Linked DNA regions of Sus scrofa: region 2 is linked to region 1. A link is a contact called in public Hi-C data. All regions are on one chromosome and are shown on one strand. Each heading gives the region's core, a stretch centred on a gene start, on an enhancer-like site or on the middle of the called end of the contact. The rest is flanking DNA. Distances are from core to core; before and after follow the strand shown.

What was found. A called contact is a pair of places that touch in the nucleus more often than the background predicts.
Region 2: a Hi-C map of liver shows a contact between it and region 1, with 2.8 times the contacts expected there. The contact joins two enhancer-like sites. A contact is called at or near these places in 1 of 5 promoter capture datasets (liver) and 1 of 47 Hi-C or Micro-C datasets (liver).

What each region holds. Positions count from the first base shown.
Region 1 is chr14:81,695,767-81,699,690 of Sscrofa11.1, forward strand. It overlaps LOC110256808 (a long non-coding RNA gene), which reads left to right. Exons shown (of 2, transcript XR_002338824.1): 2 at 1,774-3,294. It overlaps ZCCHC24 (zinc finger CCHC domain-containing protein 24), which reads right to left. Exons shown (of 4, transcript XM_021073637.1): 4 at 3,654-3,924. Among named protein-coding and RNA genes, the nearest start is that of PPIF, 23 kb to the left of the region's middle. Within about 2 kb of position 2,060, at least 31 of the 83 cell types and tissues checked have an H3K27ac peak or open chromatin away from gene starts, as enhancers often do. A contact at or near this core is called in liver, where this site is marked.
Region 2 is chr14:82,074,092-82,077,993 of Sscrofa11.1, forward strand. No RefSeq gene overlaps it. Among named protein-coding and RNA genes, the nearest start is that of MBL1, 9.1 kb to the right of the region's middle. Within about 2 kb of position 2,355, at least 9 of the 83 cell types and tissues checked have an H3K27ac peak or open chromatin away from gene starts, as enhancers often do. A contact at or near this core is called in liver, where this site is marked.

The DNA.
Region 1 (3,924 bases), core at 810-3,309:
CTCCCCTTTGGGACCCCTGACGCCCCCTTCTGCAGTGGACTATGCTCTCAGCGTTTGGCTGCCTCTGGACGTGGACATTCAGTCCAACCGGAAATCCTTCCTGTCCAGGGGAATTACTGGTTTCCACAGCTCTAGGAGATGTCGAAATGCAGGCTGTGTTTGCTTTGGGTTGTTTTCTTTCCGTGGAACACAAAACAAAACAAACACACGGGACATGCATACGACACACAAGGGCAGATAATCCAATACTAACCTTGACACCTCAGCCCCAGCACAGGGGGCAAATGATCAAATGAACCAGCTTCCAGGGTTGGAGGCCTGGCTCCACTCAGACTCCCTGTATGACCTCTGGCCTGAGCCGCAGACCGTGGCCCCTAACCCGCCACCCAGGTGCCAAGCCATGTGCTGGGCCTTGTGGTCACTGGGCTTCTTATCCATGTAATATCCCCTTGGAAGCTCTGGCTCAAAGAGGCCGGGGGAGCAGCTCAGGGTCACACAGCCAGGGGAGGCAGGGCTGATCTGGAAGCCAGTGTTGTGGCCACTGAGACAGACGGGGCTCCATGTCCTCAGACCTGTAACAGGGAGCACAGCCTTCCCTGGGCTGCAGGTGGAGAGGCTCTCATGGGGGATTATTCTCTCCTTTGCCCATCCTGCTGGGGTGCCACCCACCTGCGTCAGGCCAGTTCTGGTCCTGCCTGCCATTTCACTCACCCTGAAGCCAGGCACCAGGAAGTGAATTAATCCTTCCTCTGTGCCAATGAGCAGGAAAGGGCATGGTGGCTGCCAGGATTTGCTGTGTACCCCAAATAAGCTAATAGGTCCTGCCTCTGGAGTCAGGAGCCTCTGTTCCTTCCTGTCCCCCACTTCTCCCCAACCCATGGTCCCTGACCCCAAGGACTCACATCTTAGTTTCACTGTTCCATCTCAGAGGTTGCTGTCTAGAGGCATGGGCCGGCTCGCGGATAGTTTGGCTATTTAAAAATTTAAGGAGTTCCTGCCATGGCACAGTGGGCTAAGAACCTGACTGCAGCGGCTTGGGTCATTGTGGAGGTGTGGGTTCGATTCCCGCTCTGGTACAGTGGGTTAAAGGATCCAGCATTGCCGCAGCTGTGCCTCGGGTCACAGCTGTGGCTCAGATTTAACCACAGGCCCAGGAACTTCCATATGCTGTGGGTGCGGCCATAAAAAGAAAAAATTTTAAAAAAACTTAATAAACTAGTTGCCAAAATTTAAAAATTGGAAAATTTCACATAACAACCTGAATTCCTAGTCTCTTGCCGCCCCCTCTCCCCCCTCTGCCCCAGACAGTGTATTCTTAGATAGCAGCAATTGGCTGGAGCTGGGGAGGGGATGTCCCTCCAGCGAGCTGAAACCCCTCACCCCCCCCACCCCACCACCCACCAGTCTCCTTACAGCCATCACCACTGGCCCCATAGGACCCTAGAGACCATTTCAAAGCCCTATACTTCTCAGCCTTGCATGCTGGACTGATCAGGGACTTTAAGGACACCCAGGCTGGTTTCTCAAGCATCTCCGGGTGAGACCAAGGCGGTTCCCATGGGCGATTCTGGTGAGCAGCCAGGTTGAGAACCACAAGTGCGAAGACCCTGGGCCTCAGGGCTCCATATGCAGGTGGCTCCCTCAGACTTTCTTGGCTGTGGCTCCAGGCCTTATGAGCTGTGGCTTCCTGTCTGTGGCCCTCAGCAAGAGCCCCACCTGGAGACAGCCCAGCCTGGGTCCTTGCTCAGACGAGTCCTCTGTCCCCTTTCCCAGGGTCTTTCCAGGAGGCCCCGGACACTTCACTTTGCTCACTGTGGGATGCCCAGTGTCTGAGGTCCAAATCCTGATCCTGGCGAGAGATCCGAGTGGGAGCTGTGGTGGCGAGGCCCGAGGCTGCATCTCCGAGGAAGATTCACTCCTATATATGGTCACCGGGAGTCCCATCGCTGAGCTAACTGTGACCTAATGTGCTGACAATCTCGCCCAGTCTGGGGCCCTGCTTGGGGAGGGCGTTCACCCTGGAGAGAGTGTCTGCTTGGGGACAGAGGGGCTGGGAGAAGGCAAATCAATGGTGTGGAGGCAGGGCAAGGACCGGACGTCCCAGACTCATGACAGCAGAAGGGCGGCTCCGAGTCCTCCCGCCCTACTTGGCCCCTCTGGTCTGTGAAAACGTCTAGCTCCCACGGACACTCTGCGTAAACAAGGAAACCAGGAGCCTCTCTTGCTTTTAAGAGTCCTTTTAATACAGCATGAAAAGGCTATATTTCTATAGGCAGGCCGTATACAGATTCTCCAGGAATAAGGCACACAACGGAATGCCATCCCGAGGGCGGCCCTCGGGAGCGGTCGGGAGCCTCCTCCACGCACCCTCCGAGCTGGCCCACGGGTTCTGTTTGTCTTTCTAGCTGGACACACACATATTAACAGATACAGACATGGACAGGGTCACCACATGCGAGTGGAGGACGTCGAGTGAGGTTGGCAACAGAGAGCGATGAATTCCCCAAGGCTGGACGCCTCCCAGATTTCAGGGTTAGCTGTCGCTCTGGGCTGTGATGTAGTGATGCTGGGTTAAATATTCATTTCGAGTAGATTCAAGTCCATTAGATGGTGGAGGGCAGGGGGACAAATCCAAGTTCAAAGAGCATGGGGACCTGGGACATGGCTCAGATGGCAAAGCTCCAAAAGGAACGGTGTGAAGTCTGTCTTCCTCTTCCCTCTTTGGGCTGTTCTGACCGGAAGCCCTGGATCAGGCCAAGGAGGCCATCTTTGGAGCTGGCCAACCATAGAGGGGCTAATCAGTCACATGCCCCCTGTTCCCCTAGCTCACTCCTGCCCCCCCACAAGATTAATAACCATAATAACAAGATAATAATAAGAAGGTGCAAGAGAATGGATTATAGTGCTGTGTTATCCTCAGCTGAAGAGGCTCAAAGAGCTTCCCATTCCCTTTTTCACTAAGTATCTAATAATAGCTTCCCTCCAAAAAGGCAATACTTTCCAAAATACACATATGTATAAATACAGGACAGGAACATATTAATAAGTATAAGCACTTGAATAATATGCTGACTACTTAATACTGATATTTTCATCCAAGGCAAACAAGAGAGAATAACAATAATATGGCTTAAAGAATTGCAAAGATTTTTTTTTTCCTCATCAGAATTATGTACCAACTTCATATAATATTCTATGTAGACAATATTTCCTTAATGTAATTCAGTTGCAGACTTTTTACAGACCAAAGCATAGTAAAAAATCAAACCAAAAAAAAAAAAAACAGGAAAAAGAGAAAAGTTCTCACCATAAATATTTTCTTGCAGCTCAACCAGAAGGTTTGCAAAAAATACTTCCAGAAATCTTCATTTGATATTCTACTGCCCTCCTGAAAGCTCTGAAGTTTTGAAAATGCCTCTCCTTTTGTTTATTTTAAATCTCAAAAATCAAGTAATTATATTTTTCTTGTCTTTTTCTTTTTCTTCTTTTTTTTTTAAAAAAGGCCCTCAAATATATACAGACAAAAATCACTGTGAAGATCTTTCGGGAGAAGGTAACAAATTCAGTGTTGTGAGAAAAATTGGAAACCATGCAGAAATTTTAACATCCATGAATTTTCTTTTCAAAATACACACATAGTATTTTTCTTTAAAAAAAAAAAAAAAGGAATTCTGTGTCAAGTATAACTCAAAATAAATACAAATTCACAAGTAGAACTATTGAATACTTCATATGGGGTAAACACCATTATCTCCCAACTAGATCGCTAGATCTACTAACTGCAAGCGATTGTCCCTTTTGAACATACTGAAACCACACACTTTCTTGTCTCCTGGACGCCCGGGCCCTCTGAGCACTTAATTCTCACAGCACCAGCCTGGACAGCAGTGGCTTTTGCTGACCACACAGAGCTCCCAAATTCAG
Region 2 (3,902 bases), core at 1,105-3,604, 380 kb after region 1:
CAAAAAATGCCTGGGGCTTGATTCTGATAGGACTTCAGAGAGATACCCCGAAAGTCCACAGAGAGAACCCAGGGAGAAGCCCACGTGTTCAGCCCCCACAGGGCCCACACAGGAGCAGAGTGCAGTCCCGTCCCTGGGAGGATCTCAAATGACCCTGGACACAGAGATCTGAGAGAGTGAGCAGAACAGGGAGTGTGGGGGCAGCATGCAAGTCCCCTCTGTTTGGAAATGAGACAGACACACAGACAAGGAGCAGAGAATTCCACCAGTACTGTGGGCTTTGCTGAGCAGTGAGGGCTGTCTGGGTCCAGGGTGTGGGAGACGTGTGGTCACCCAGTGGGAGAGGGCATCTGGATTGGGCCCTGCAGGGAAGGGATTTTAGGGAAAGGTTCCCAAGTAAGTGTAGCAACCAGGGAGAAGGGGGAGAGGAGGAAAGTAGGATCATCTAAAGTTGCAGACAGGCTCACCTCTCGCCTGGCTCCCCACGCGATCTCTGAATGTGCCAGCTCTGTCTTAGAGACAACCAGCACAAGGCAGCAGGAGGCCACAGTTCCTGGGGTACAAAGACACTGAATCCAATTACCTGAGAAAGGAGGCAATGCCCAGAGCCATATTGCAACAGAAGTTTGGCTTCTTCTCTCTTGGATCCAGCTTAGAGCTGAGAAGAGCTCTAGAGAAGGGAATCAGGTCACACATTTTGGGGATGACTGAGAATTAGCCATTCATCTGTTCATTCATTTATTCATTCGCAGATATTGAGTGTGCATGCGGGTCTTTTCTAGGCCCCAGAACTGCAGAGGTGAATTACAGGGTTTTAAAATGATCATACCAGAAGCTAGAATAAATGCTCACGTGGCACTTACTGCAGGCCAGTGCTTTACTTAGTGCCTTACTCTTATCAGTTTATTTAACCCTCAGGACAACCCTGTGAGGTGGGCACTATTATTATCCCAATTTCACCAAAAGGGAACTGAAGCACCGAGAGTGTGTGTGACTTGCCCAGGGTCACACAGCTACATAGTGGTAGAGCCAGGGTTTGAATCCAGGCAGTCTGGCTCTTAATTAACTTTGCTACATTGACATAACTTAAACAGGTAAATGATCAAGATGATTTCAGGTGACTGTAACTGCTAATAAGAAGGGAAAATAGGGCACTGTGAGGGTGACTGGGGTTGGGCCAACCTTGACTCAGTAGTCAAATAAGGACTTTGGAGCCAGGGAATAATGGTGACATACAATCCAAGACCTGGCTAGGGAGGGCAATCACATTAGCCCCCAGACAATCTCTGTTGAGCCTTAGGTGGTCCCAGTGCACAGCTCACAGCCACTTGTGGACCCTTTAGTTCATAACCAAGTACCCACACCCCTCGCCCAGAACCCCTGGAACCACCCAGAGCCAGTGGTCCTCAGTGAGGGGTGTGCAGAGAGCGTCCTGGGCACAGGCTAGCGGGAGGGCAGAGGCTGAGCCCCTCATGAGAGGATGTTGCAAATTTTAAGCACCAGGTCTCTTGGTTTTCTTACAGACACTCACACACTCACATGTGCACAAAAATACATATAAATACTCCCAAATCTGGGAGCACACAATTCCCTACTAAGAGTCTCACCTGCCCAGGCCTCACCTTCTCTGACATTCCACAGGGCCGTTCCAGGCCCAGACCCACTCCCCGAGGTCACAGGAAGACTCTGGAGATGCACAGGGAAGGATTTTAGTCAGCAGTTGCTTTTCATCAGCAGGACATGATCAGCTGAAGGAGATTGTTTGGGGTCTGACAACAGAGAGTGAAGCAGGACCCCGTTCACCTCATGAAGGGCCTGCAAAGAAAGGGGAAGCCTGGCTTACTGCCTCTGGGCCCTCTTGTAAAAGTGAGGGGAAGGCAGAAAGCTGCTATGGTGACTGTATTTCTGAGAGCTGTGGTTTCCGAAACTGGCCAAACACCCGTGTCACTTTGGGGCCTCCTGAAGTTAACTGATTTCCGAGATTCTGATTCACTGGTCCAGAGTGGAGCTGAGAGTCTATAATTTTGTAGAACATTCCAGGCAATTCTGCTGGTCACTGCTTTGAAGAGCTGCCTGAAGTGGTATAAGTGTTGTGCTGGTCAGGACAGGGCAGACTGGATTTGGGGTTGAGGGTGGCTGGCCCAGCCCAAGTGTTTGTTTGGCTAATAAATGGTTACTTGCATTTCATTTCTTTTGAGCATGACAACTGAATTTGGCTGGACAAACCATGGGTCCACAGCTGGGGACATTGTCTCCTCCCCACAGAAGTTGCCGCCAGGGCTGAGGGCACACCTTCCAGGTGGACCACCTCCCGGGAGCTCCTCCTCTCTTCCCAGCTCCCCACCAGCCACTCAGGGTTATAAGGACAACATTGCTTTCAAAGTCCATTTCCCAATATCTCCAGCGCACGCTCCATGATAATATTTGATCCCTTCCTGGTTAATGAGAAAAAAAAAAAAATCCCTGATTCCTGGCAGGTTGTAAAGCACAGTTCAGTTACACAATAATGAGCAAACAACCCTGATAACAAGGAGCAAACTGTGACCCCTGGTGCTGGCCCATCTCTGACAGCCACAGAGAAGGGAGGTGGGCTAATCCTGGGCAGAAAGGGAATTGGAAGAATATGAATGCTAGGTCTTCAGCTGTCACCCCCAGCACCTATCCTCTGGCTTGGGCATGGCTAAAAGTGAAGAAACAGTAGAGCTGGAAGACTCCAAAGAAAGATTATCCTGAAGGAGCAAAGCCTTGCCCTACCAGGATTCAGAACCCAGGTCGGCGCTTGGGCCTTGAATATTGTCAGCTTTGGTAGTTATTTTCCTCCTGGTACAGGAAGCAAATCACAATCACATTGTATCTACACTTCCGCTTATACGTGTGGCTTACAAACACAATTTAAACTCAAAGTCCCCATCTTGAGAGGAGAGGTCTGTTAGAATTGCCATTCTAATGCACTTAGGCTGGTTTCTATGAACCTGAGAAATTGGTGATAAGTGTTCAGACCACAATGAGTTTGGAAAACGTTGGCAGGTAACAAAAAGAGAAGATAGTTCTCAGATCCTGTAGCTTTGCCCCCGAAGTGGGCCCTGCAGTTCTGAATCTCGGTGTGATCATTGATTGATCCAGTGTTAAAAGGGAGAAGCCTTTACAGACTAATTTACAGATAAGGAGACTGAGGCCCAGGGAGCCAGCATGCCATGGTGAAGACTGCTATTCCATCAGAACCAACAAAAGGGCTCAAGAGGTTGCTCAGAGTCCTGAAGCTCCCGTCTCCATTTCTGATGTTCCTAGGAGAGTGTGCAGCCTGAGGCTCCTAAGATCTGTCCTCGGAGCACCTGGCTTCTTAGGTCCCCTGGGCAAGAGATGTCAATCATCATATGTCCCTTAGTAAAGGAAACAACCTGCCCTCAGCCTTTGAGTTTGAGAGAGATGATTTGGACAGTCATCTTGAATCCATAATTTCCCTCTTGGTCCAGGTCTTGGGAAGCCTGGATGAATAGCAACTTCTATCTTTGGACTCTCCTGAGAATCCAGCATCTTTATATTAGATGGATTATCTTCTACCATCTCTCTCTCTCTCTCTTTTTTTTTTTTTTTTTTTGGCTTTTTAGAGCTGAACCCATGGCATGTGGAAATTCCCAGGCTAGGGGTTGAATCGGAGCTATAGCTGCCAGCCTATGCCGCAACCACAGTAACGTGGGATCCAAGCCGTATCTGTGACCTACACCCCAGCTCACGGCAACACCAGATCCTTATCCCAATGAGCGAGGCCGGGGATCAAAACTGTGTCTTCATGGATAGTAGTCGGATTCATTACTGCTGAGCCATGATGGGAACTCCTCTTCTACCTCCTCTTGAGCTAACTTGCATGGGGCCCCACAGCTTGCTGATAAGAACTGGGAAGC